Regions from separate parts of the Mus musculus genome. Here region 1 is linked to region 2. Evidence: chromatin contacts called from public Hi-C data. All regions are on one chromosome and are shown on one strand. The core of a region is the stretch at or near the end of the contact, and the rest is flanking DNA. Distances in the headings are between cores, read along the strand shown.

What was found. A called contact is a pair of places that touch in the nucleus more often than the background predicts.
Region 1: a contact with region 2 is called in a Hi-C map of the N1E-115 cell line, with 4 times the contacts expected there. The contact joins two enhancer-like sites. A contact is called at or near these places in 1 of 15 datasets of contacts at CTCF or cohesin (embryonic stem cells), 1 of 484 Hi-C or Micro-C datasets (the N1E-115 cell line), 3 of 115 datasets of contacts at active chromatin or transcription factors (embryonic stem cells and pancreatic cancer cells) and 2 of 9 other capture datasets (adipose tissue and embryonic stem cells).

What each region holds. Positions count from the first base shown.
Region 1 is chr17:5,400,648-5,405,045 of GRCm38.p6, forward strand. No RefSeq gene overlaps it. Among named protein-coding and RNA genes, the nearest start is that of Gm29050, 8.6 kb to the right of the region's middle. Within about 2 kb of position 1,609, at least 44 of the 459 cell types and tissues checked have an H3K27ac peak or open chromatin away from gene starts, as enhancers often do. A contact at or near this core is called in the N1E-115 cell line, where this site is marked.
Region 2 is chr17:4,944,409-4,948,479 of GRCm38.p6, forward strand. Gm41517 (a long non-coding RNA gene) reads right to left here. Exons shown (of 4, transcript XR_876352.2): 4 at 327-1,188. Among named protein-coding and RNA genes, the nearest start is that of Gm34625, 7.8 kb to the right of the region's middle. Within about 2 kb of position 2,108, at least 100 of the 459 cell types and tissues checked have an H3K27ac peak or open chromatin away from gene starts, as enhancers often do. A contact at or near this core is called in the N1E-115 cell line, where this site is marked.

The sequences.
Region 1 (4,398 bases), core at 359-2,858, 460 kb after region 2:
GTGTGCACAGTGAAGTTGCTAAAATGGGCCGAGAAAATGGAAAAACTGGCACAGGAGGAGGAGGAAGCAGAGAAAGGGGTAAAGTCTGTGTGAGTCGAGATTCCATTTAGTTCTGAGCTTTCTGGTGGCTGAAGCAGAGGGAAGAAAGAAGTCTTGCTGGCCTTTCCTGTCTGAGGAAGGCAAAGGCGGGGCACTCCCTGCCTTGGGTGTCAGGAGCAGGAAAGGGCCTGGGCTTTAAGTCCAGCCCCTTCTCACCAAGGTCACCACTTCTGTGGCTTCTTCGTGACCAAATCTTTAAGGCCAAGGTCCCAGAAGCCCACGGGGCCCGAGGTGAGGCAGGGAGGGTGGCTAGAGATTCAGGGCACTTTCATTATGGACTGCTGTCAGTAAAGATATGCAGAGGAGGACCAACAGAACAGGTATGGAGCCAGAGCTGAGGGCAAGGAATTGGGGCCTCTGAGAATACTAATTCATTATTATTGTTTAACATATTAGCATCTATCTATTATTACATGGTCGGCGGCGCTGGCATGGCACACATACGGAGGTTAGAGACAATTCTCTGGAGTGAGTTCTCACCTTACACCTTACTTACTGAGGGTTGAACTCAGGTCAGCACATTTGTATGGCTTTTGTATCTGCTTTTACCCAGGGCACCTCTCACGCTCCCCACCCCCACCCTGAGCCTCAAGATCTTAACTCCACCCTCTGATCTATGATGCTGTACCAGGCCAGGAATGCAGCGGAGTATATTGTAGTGGCATATTGGTCTCCTGTAGTACAGCAGGAGTCTGTTAGCTGGCCCTGTAAGAGCAGTTAGACAGGCATGCGGTACCGGGTCTTCCATTCCTGTCTTGCCCTTGGTCGGGAAATACAGAACTTTCCGGTTTGTTTCCCCTCTCACCCACAGTCAGACGTGGCCTTGAGTCTGAGCCACAACGCTTTTTGGGCGTGTGACAGGGACTCGGTTGTTCTGTCTGATTTGACTCTCAGCTGTGTCACTCTGCAAGGATATTCTTTGACTTTTCTAGGCACACTGTTCCCTGTCCTCACGGTACTGACGATGACGCCTACGACGATGACAATGATGATAGAGATGATGGTGGTGGTGATTATGATGATGATGACGACGTTCCCGTTGTGAGGCTGTATGTGACAAAGCTTTAATAATAGTTCCTGAATATAGCAAACACCACTAGGGCCAGCCACTGTGCGCCCCCTCCTATCCCTTGAGTCCTATCTAAGTCCCTCCAGTGGGACTCAGAATCGCTGTGTCTCCCTGAGCTTGGCAACAGAAGTCTCTAGAAGGTCCTCTTGCTCATGAGTGCTTAGAACCCAGCGCCTACAGAGCTTTTCTTGACGTGCCTGGAGCTCTCTGGAGATTGCAAGACAGGAGCCCTAGTAGATTCTGCGCTCCCAGCCAGAGAGCTGTGCCCCATCTCCACTTGGGGAGACCAAGTAGAGGTCCCGCCCAGCTACAGCATGGCCTCATGTTCCCTTTTGCTCTCCCCTACCAGAAGGAAGGGGGCTCCAGAGGGCTCCAGGGGGTTCAGAACACAGGCCACGCCCTCCTGCTCGCAGCCTTAGAATCACTCCCGCCGGGCTCTGCGCCCCCTCCTGGCTGCTGGGGATAGTGCCTCGCTCTAGTCCTTTCCACTCTTTCTGGTGTCTTTCCCTTTTCCCTCGCGAGAAACTCCAAGTTTTTAACAGGATGGCTATCTGTCTAGTTGTGCCATGTCCCTACCTAGTGCCAACCATAACAATTGTGCCTCTGAGGAAGGAAGGAAGGAAGGAAGGAAGGAAGGAAGGAAGGAAGGAAGGAAGGAAGGAAAATACCAATGTCATTTGTCCCAAACTCAGAAAATTTGTTTTCTATTTGCATTGTTTATAAACCAAATCTAAATCTAGTCTTAATCACCAACCCAAAGCCTTTTGTAAGCTTGTCCTTTCGGATGGGTTTCCCTCCTGCCCGGCTCAAATATTGGTCAGCTAAGAAGTTCTGTGCCTGTCCCTTGTCGGCCGGTGCACAGTATGTCCCGCTATTGGTGTGTGTTGCGGGAGGATGCTGCCAGATCCTTTTGCTCTGTCCCACTCCCTTTAACAAAAGAGTAAGACCCACAGGTGCAGGCCACAGCCTATACCCGGAGGCTCCAGCCAGTCAGCCCCACCCTCTCTGGTCACTCTGGCAGGACTCTGCGCCCCCTGCTGGCACTCTGCAGGGCAGATGGTGCCCTTCAGCTGGCTCCCTTGGCCCTAGTGGCTGGGATGAAAGCGATGGTTTGCTATGCAGTCCAGAAGTCCAAGTCTGGGAGTTACCAAGAATGGCAACGGCTTGCTTAGAGGGCACAGTGACACTAGGCTGATTTTTTTTTTCAGGCCGGTGAACATAGAGGCTGTGGAGGGGTAGAATTCAAGGGAATGAGGCTGCAGTGACTTATATTGTGGTCTAGGAAGGTAACTGCCAGTAGCTAGAGAACTTGCTGCAAGAATGCATTTCTGGGACGCATGGCAAAACAGAAGAGTGGTCCTTGGCTGGGGCCATTGCATCTGCAGCACCAGTCTCCCACGTTCTGGACAGAACAAGTGAGCCACCCAGGGTCCCCAAGCACACAAGGCTCCAAAGTAGACTGTTGAGTGCAATCAGCCACTGCCCTCAGGGAACTGGCAGGTGCCTAGAACATCATACTGAGAGGGGTAACCTGCCAAGAGGTAACAAAAGCAAGCTTAGGGGACCCATGAGATACGCATTTGCTCAGACCCCACCCCAGGTAGGCTGCAATTCTGTAATTCTGTAATGGCTATGGTTCCTCAGAGCCACAGGCTCCGTCAGGACAACAGCTAAGTCTACACTTCCCCTTCTCTCACTGGAGTAAACTGTTGGGTCCTGGTCACCCCAACATGGAGGAATCCCAGCCTTCCTCGTGTCTCTGTAGATGTTCCATGGTCTCTTAAAATGTGTGTGTGTGTGTGTGTGTGTGTGTGTGTGTGTGTGTGAGAGAGAGAGAGAGAGAGAGAGAGAGAGAGAGAGAGGAGAGAGAGAGATGGGGTGACAGACAGACATGTAAGGGACAGGGAATTGGCTGGTGATAGTGCTACCTAACTCACCTCTGCTTCTGTGTGCTAACAGTGCAGGCAGGGGTTAGGAGAGACACGAGGTGTGTGCTGTATTATTCACACAGTCCACTTTACACACTAACACAGTGACACAGGAGATCTTATACCTATTTCAGAGACACAGACGGTGGGCCTTTGATGGTTAAGTTGTTAACCTAGAATCACCCGCGGGCTTCAGAGAGGGATTGTCTGCGTGAGGTTAGCCTGTGGTAGGTTATCCTGATTGCTTTAATTGATGTGGGAAGTCCCACCCTAAATGTGGGTGGTACCTCCTGGGAGCAGCCCAAATAAAAGGAGAAGAAGCACTGGCAAACTCATCTGCTGTTGCTGCTGCCCAGTCACTCACTGATAGTAGCACCAGCTTTTCAGGTTTGCAATGTGAATTGAAGACCGTCAGCTCTCCAAGGCTCCTTAGGCCCCCTGCATTACAGTAGGACTCCTGCGGTACCCAGCCTCAAACACTTATCAGCTCCTGAGTTTTCAGCTTCCCCCATAAGAGAGCCATCCTTGGACTACTCTGGCAGTACCATGTTAGCCAATCTAGTAAGTTCTCTTTTGCTATATACTTAATTCTATCAGTTCCGGGTCAACTTGGCTGTGCCTTCAGAGGGAGGAGGCTGTAGCCTTGGGAGGAGAGGTGCTAGGGATGAGGGGGATCCAGTGTGTCTCCTCACCACGGCTGCATGAGTCTGAGGACTCACCTCCATTTGGGATGAAGGAGACTTAGCCACAGAGAATATTCTTGGTGTGTTGTGGCATAGACCAGGCTATCGATAGCTGTTAGGAAATAGATGGGGTTTGGAAATGAGCTATGTGGTCTGTGAAGTTTTCAGATGTTTTCTGAGGTGGGCACTACCTAAGGCTTCCTAAGGAGTTCAGCTGCTGGAAGCAGATTGGACTCCCTGGGCAGGTCTGGGGCTGAATGTCACCACACGCTATCGGGTTGCCGGGATCCCAGCCCCGGGCATCCGGTTGGTTCAGCTACTGAGCCACTGGATTTAACTCTGAGAGGATGATTTAGAAGTTTGGAGCCAACGGGAATAAAGCATTTGCACAGGTCATGATGGCCCAGGGCCTAGAAGACACTTGCCCTGCCCTGTGTCTGAGAATGAGCAGAGAAGCTGGCTGTAATTTGAGCGCTTATTGCCGGAGCACGGAGGGAGCTTCACACGCCGAAACTGAGGGGACATTAACCTGGCGACTGAACCCTTTCTGATGACTCCCTCCGCCTCTGGGCAGACACAGCTCTGGAAAACAGCTGACCTGGGAGTTTGTCATGGCAGG
Region 2 (4,071 bases), core at 858-3,357:
AGAAACAATAAACTCTGAATGCAGGGTAATAGTTATCTCTGAAAGGTGAGGAAGGGACTATTTAGAAAGTGTGCCTTGTCAGGCAGTGGTGGCACATGTCTTTAGTCCCAGAGTTTGGAAGGCAGAGGTAGGTAATCTCTAAGTTTGGGGCCAGCCTGGTCTACAGAGTGAGTTCCAGGACAGCTAGGGCTACTCAGAGAAATTCTGTCTCAAACAAAACAAAACAGAAAAAGAGAAGAAAAGAAAGAAAGAAGGGGGCACAGGGGTAAGAGCTTCAGTTGCACTTGTAACACTTTACCTCTTGGGTAGAGCACAGAGATTTATTACATAATTCTCGGGGGTGGGGTATCCCTGAAACAGTTCATAATAAAAAAGGAGTGTTTCTAATGAAATCAAAGTTTTAAATCAACTGCCGCTAGATATGCAATTCACTGAAGCATGAACTTTTGAGATACTTTTAGATTTATTTTTGTTTTTTGTGTTCATGAACCTGCATAAACTTACATGTGCCATGTGCAGAGCTGTGTGGGCTCCTGTGGGTGTTGAATCCCGAGAAGCTGGAGTTACAAGTAGTTGTGAGCCAACAAGTGGATGCTGGGAGCTGAACTTGGTCCTCTGGAAAAGCAGTGCATGCTCCTAACCGCTAACCTCTGGTCCCTGAAATACTTAAAGTATATATATTGCAGTTTTACTTTGCCCCAAACCCGTGATTTCCAAAAGAGAAAACTTAATTTCTATAAAATAGAAATGATTTCCAATGCAAATATTTTATTATGATCATTTCCAGTTGAAGGAAAATTAAGGCATGGTCTCCCCTCCCTCCAAAATACAATATCTTTAAATGTGAGAACTAAAGGAAGACATTTGCTCTGTAGAAGGCAGTATTGACCAGTTTATTCCGACACCAGACCCCAAGTGCTGAGAGAAGTCACCGCTTCCATGGAGCCTTGGGAAGGCTGATCGGCTCCGGCAGCTACACATTTGCACATGGTTAACCGGTTTCGTCAGTGAAATGGATTGAAACTTGCTTCAAAGTAGGAAAGGAAAACATTGGTGCACTCCACACTGGCCCTTGAGTATACTGTACCTTCAAATCATGCTGCCTCTTGCATTCCACAGAGCTGTGAAACACCCTTTAAACTGTCTGCATAAATCACTCTATCCTCTATGTAACAGGGTTTTCTCTTCCTGGACAAAAGAAAAAAAAAGAAAAAAAGGCCATCTGTCCCCAAAGGGCAACACTCCAGAATGAGGATCCCTGCCCAGACAGGACCTCATGCAGGTGTTACAAGGTCTCCATTCTGTCTGGAAGCCTGGATAGTTAACATGCCGCCTACCTGCCACAATCCTTTGGTTAAAAGCTGTCTCTTTAAAATCTGGGACTTTTTACCTCCTCAGCACAGCTAGCAATGGTTTCGGTGTGTAGAAGCACAGAATTATATGGAGCTAAGAAGATCGCCAAGAAGGCGAACACAGTAACCAAGACTGACATTAATTAGGACCAGGAAGCAAGCACGCGCCTCCTGGTAAACAGCCTTCTCCAGGAAAGTCTTCCGTGGGCTTCCTGCAACTCACACATTCCCCTTAGCTCTTCCAACACTGGTGACTTGTTGACAGGCACACATGCTAGGGAAGACCCATGCCACGTTCTGGAGTTTTGAATGTTTCCTTTGCAGAGAAACCACCAGGCCTGCGAGGGGCGGGCTCTGGCAGGAAAGGCCTTACAGCTTGTCACCTCTCCCCGCCTAGCCTGCTGCTCCTGCTGGAGGAGGTGCAGGGGACAAGCGAAACTGGTTCATGTGTCAGCTCCCCCAGGGATTTGGCAGCAGAGGGCCGGGCCCTAGCTGAGCACACAGGTACAGAAACAGCATCTGCAGCACACTTCCTTCCTCCTTACATGGTCACTGTGCGGGTCTGCATGCAAAGGGGGTTCATATTCTCTCTCTCTCTCTCTCTCTCTCTCTCTCTCTCTCTCTCTCTCTCTCTCTCTCCCTCTCTCTCTCTCCCTCCCTCCCTCCCTCCCTCCCTCCTCTCTCTCCCTCCCTCCTCTCCCTGCCATGCCCCGCCCCGTGTTTCTGTCTCTCTCAGTCTCTATCTTCTCTGTCTCTGCCACACACACATACACACACGCATACACACACACACACACACACACACACACACATATACACACACACACACCATGAAAAGTGCTTACTAGCAGCGTCTTGCATGAGTGCACAAGCCAGGCCATCACTCTGGAGAAGGAAAAGCAGCTCGGCCCCTGGAAACGTCTGGAAGCCTCTATCCCTGAGCTGGCTGGACCAGACAGCTCCTTCCTGAGAGCCTGCTTTTCCCTGCCTTTGAAAGAGCAGCATCTAACAGAGAAGCGCACTGAACTGTTTTCCAGTTTATCACAGGAATCTCGGGTCCAGACCTACAAGCCAAGGGAGGCACTCCGCCCCCGTGGAGCTCCTCCGTGCTCACAGCCAATAAGGGGGTGCTAGTCCATCTCTCTAAAGAGAGAAAAGAAAGGGCTTTGTGAGGGCCATGTTCCGCTCACACAGGTCACCACACAAGTTGCCTGGTTTGCTGTTCAGACCCCCAGATTCCAGAGTGAACCTGTAATAGCTGAGGTCCCCTTGACCCCTTGTTTTCTCTTCTACTGGTTCTCAAGAGCCATTTTCCAGCTTCCCCTTTCCTCTCCCTGGCCTTTCTGGAAAAGGTTTGTTTCTAGATTCCGAAGGAACAAAGGCCGATTAAAGGCCCAGGAACAGGGGGAATCCTCCATTAGAAAAAGACAAGGGCAGAGCTGGGGACTTCCGTGCTTGGCCTGCCCCCACCTAAGTTAATAAGCTACAAGAACCAGTTGCTTCCAGTCTGGGCAGCTTTCTAGTTCTGCAACTACAGAGCCTTTCTTCCTATCTTCCTTTCTTTCTTTCTCTCTTTCTTTCTTCCTTTCTTTCTTTCTTCCTTCCTTCTTCCTTTCCTTCCTTCTCTCTCTCTCTCTCTCTCTCTCTCTCTCTCTCTCTCTCTCTCTCTCTCTCTCTCTCTTTCTTTTTTATTACTTTAATTCCAGAGATCTTTGATACCCCTGAAGGCAAGTAGCATATCTCACTCATAAAGCTTTCAGATGGTTTTGAGTTCAAAGTTTTATTTATTTACTTTTAAAGGCCTCAATAAATTAGGGCAAAGGCAACTGGAACTCAGCCTCCTGCCTTACAGATCCTCTGAGCTTAAGGCTGGCCAAAAGATCTGCTCTTGAGAAACCAGGTGGAATGAGACCTGGGTGGAGGAAGCCAGGAGTTGTTTGTAGAATGTTCTCCTGTACGGCTCCAGCCTGAGCCCTTCTCCCTTGAGCAATTCTGCTAGTTTGACACCAGCTGAGATCTGGTCATCTGTCTGGTTTTTTTGTTTGTTCGTTTGTTTGTTTGTTTTTGCAAGTCTCTAAGCCATCAGACATTCTGACTTCAGTATCCTGAGAGAGAGAGAGAGAGAGAGAGAGAGAGAGAGAGAGAGAGAGAGAGAGAGGTTCTCTAGAGGCTGCTAGCTGAAACTCTGTAGTGTCTTTACCATAAAAGCCATGTAATGCAGTCAAACAATCTGAACAATTTAGATTGATTTAGGTTGATCCGAAAGAAAGCAATTAATTCTCACTGACATCTCCCTGTTTAATAGAAGAATCCCATTGTGTGCTGAGGCTGTCCTGTGTTCATGTTCCCAGTAACATACATGTTTCCAAAATTCATTTTAAGATGTGTATCATTTGGGGGCAAGACCTCTTGGGGGTTAATGGTACTTACTGCAGAGGAGCTGGGTTCAATGCCCAGTACCACAGTATCAAATGTACACATACATGTGCACACACATGTGCATAAGGAAAAAGGAATTTTTTAAAAATGTTAAGTGCAGCATCAGAAATTTGCATTCTCATAAAACCTATCTACCCACCCACACTTGTCCTGTGTTATGGTAGTACTACCGTATTTTTGAATCCTGGACAGGTGCTATTTAGTGAAGGGAGGAGGGACTCATGTTTTCCCAAGGGGAACTCCAGGGAAAGACCTTAGGGGGTTCAGGGAAGAGGCAGGC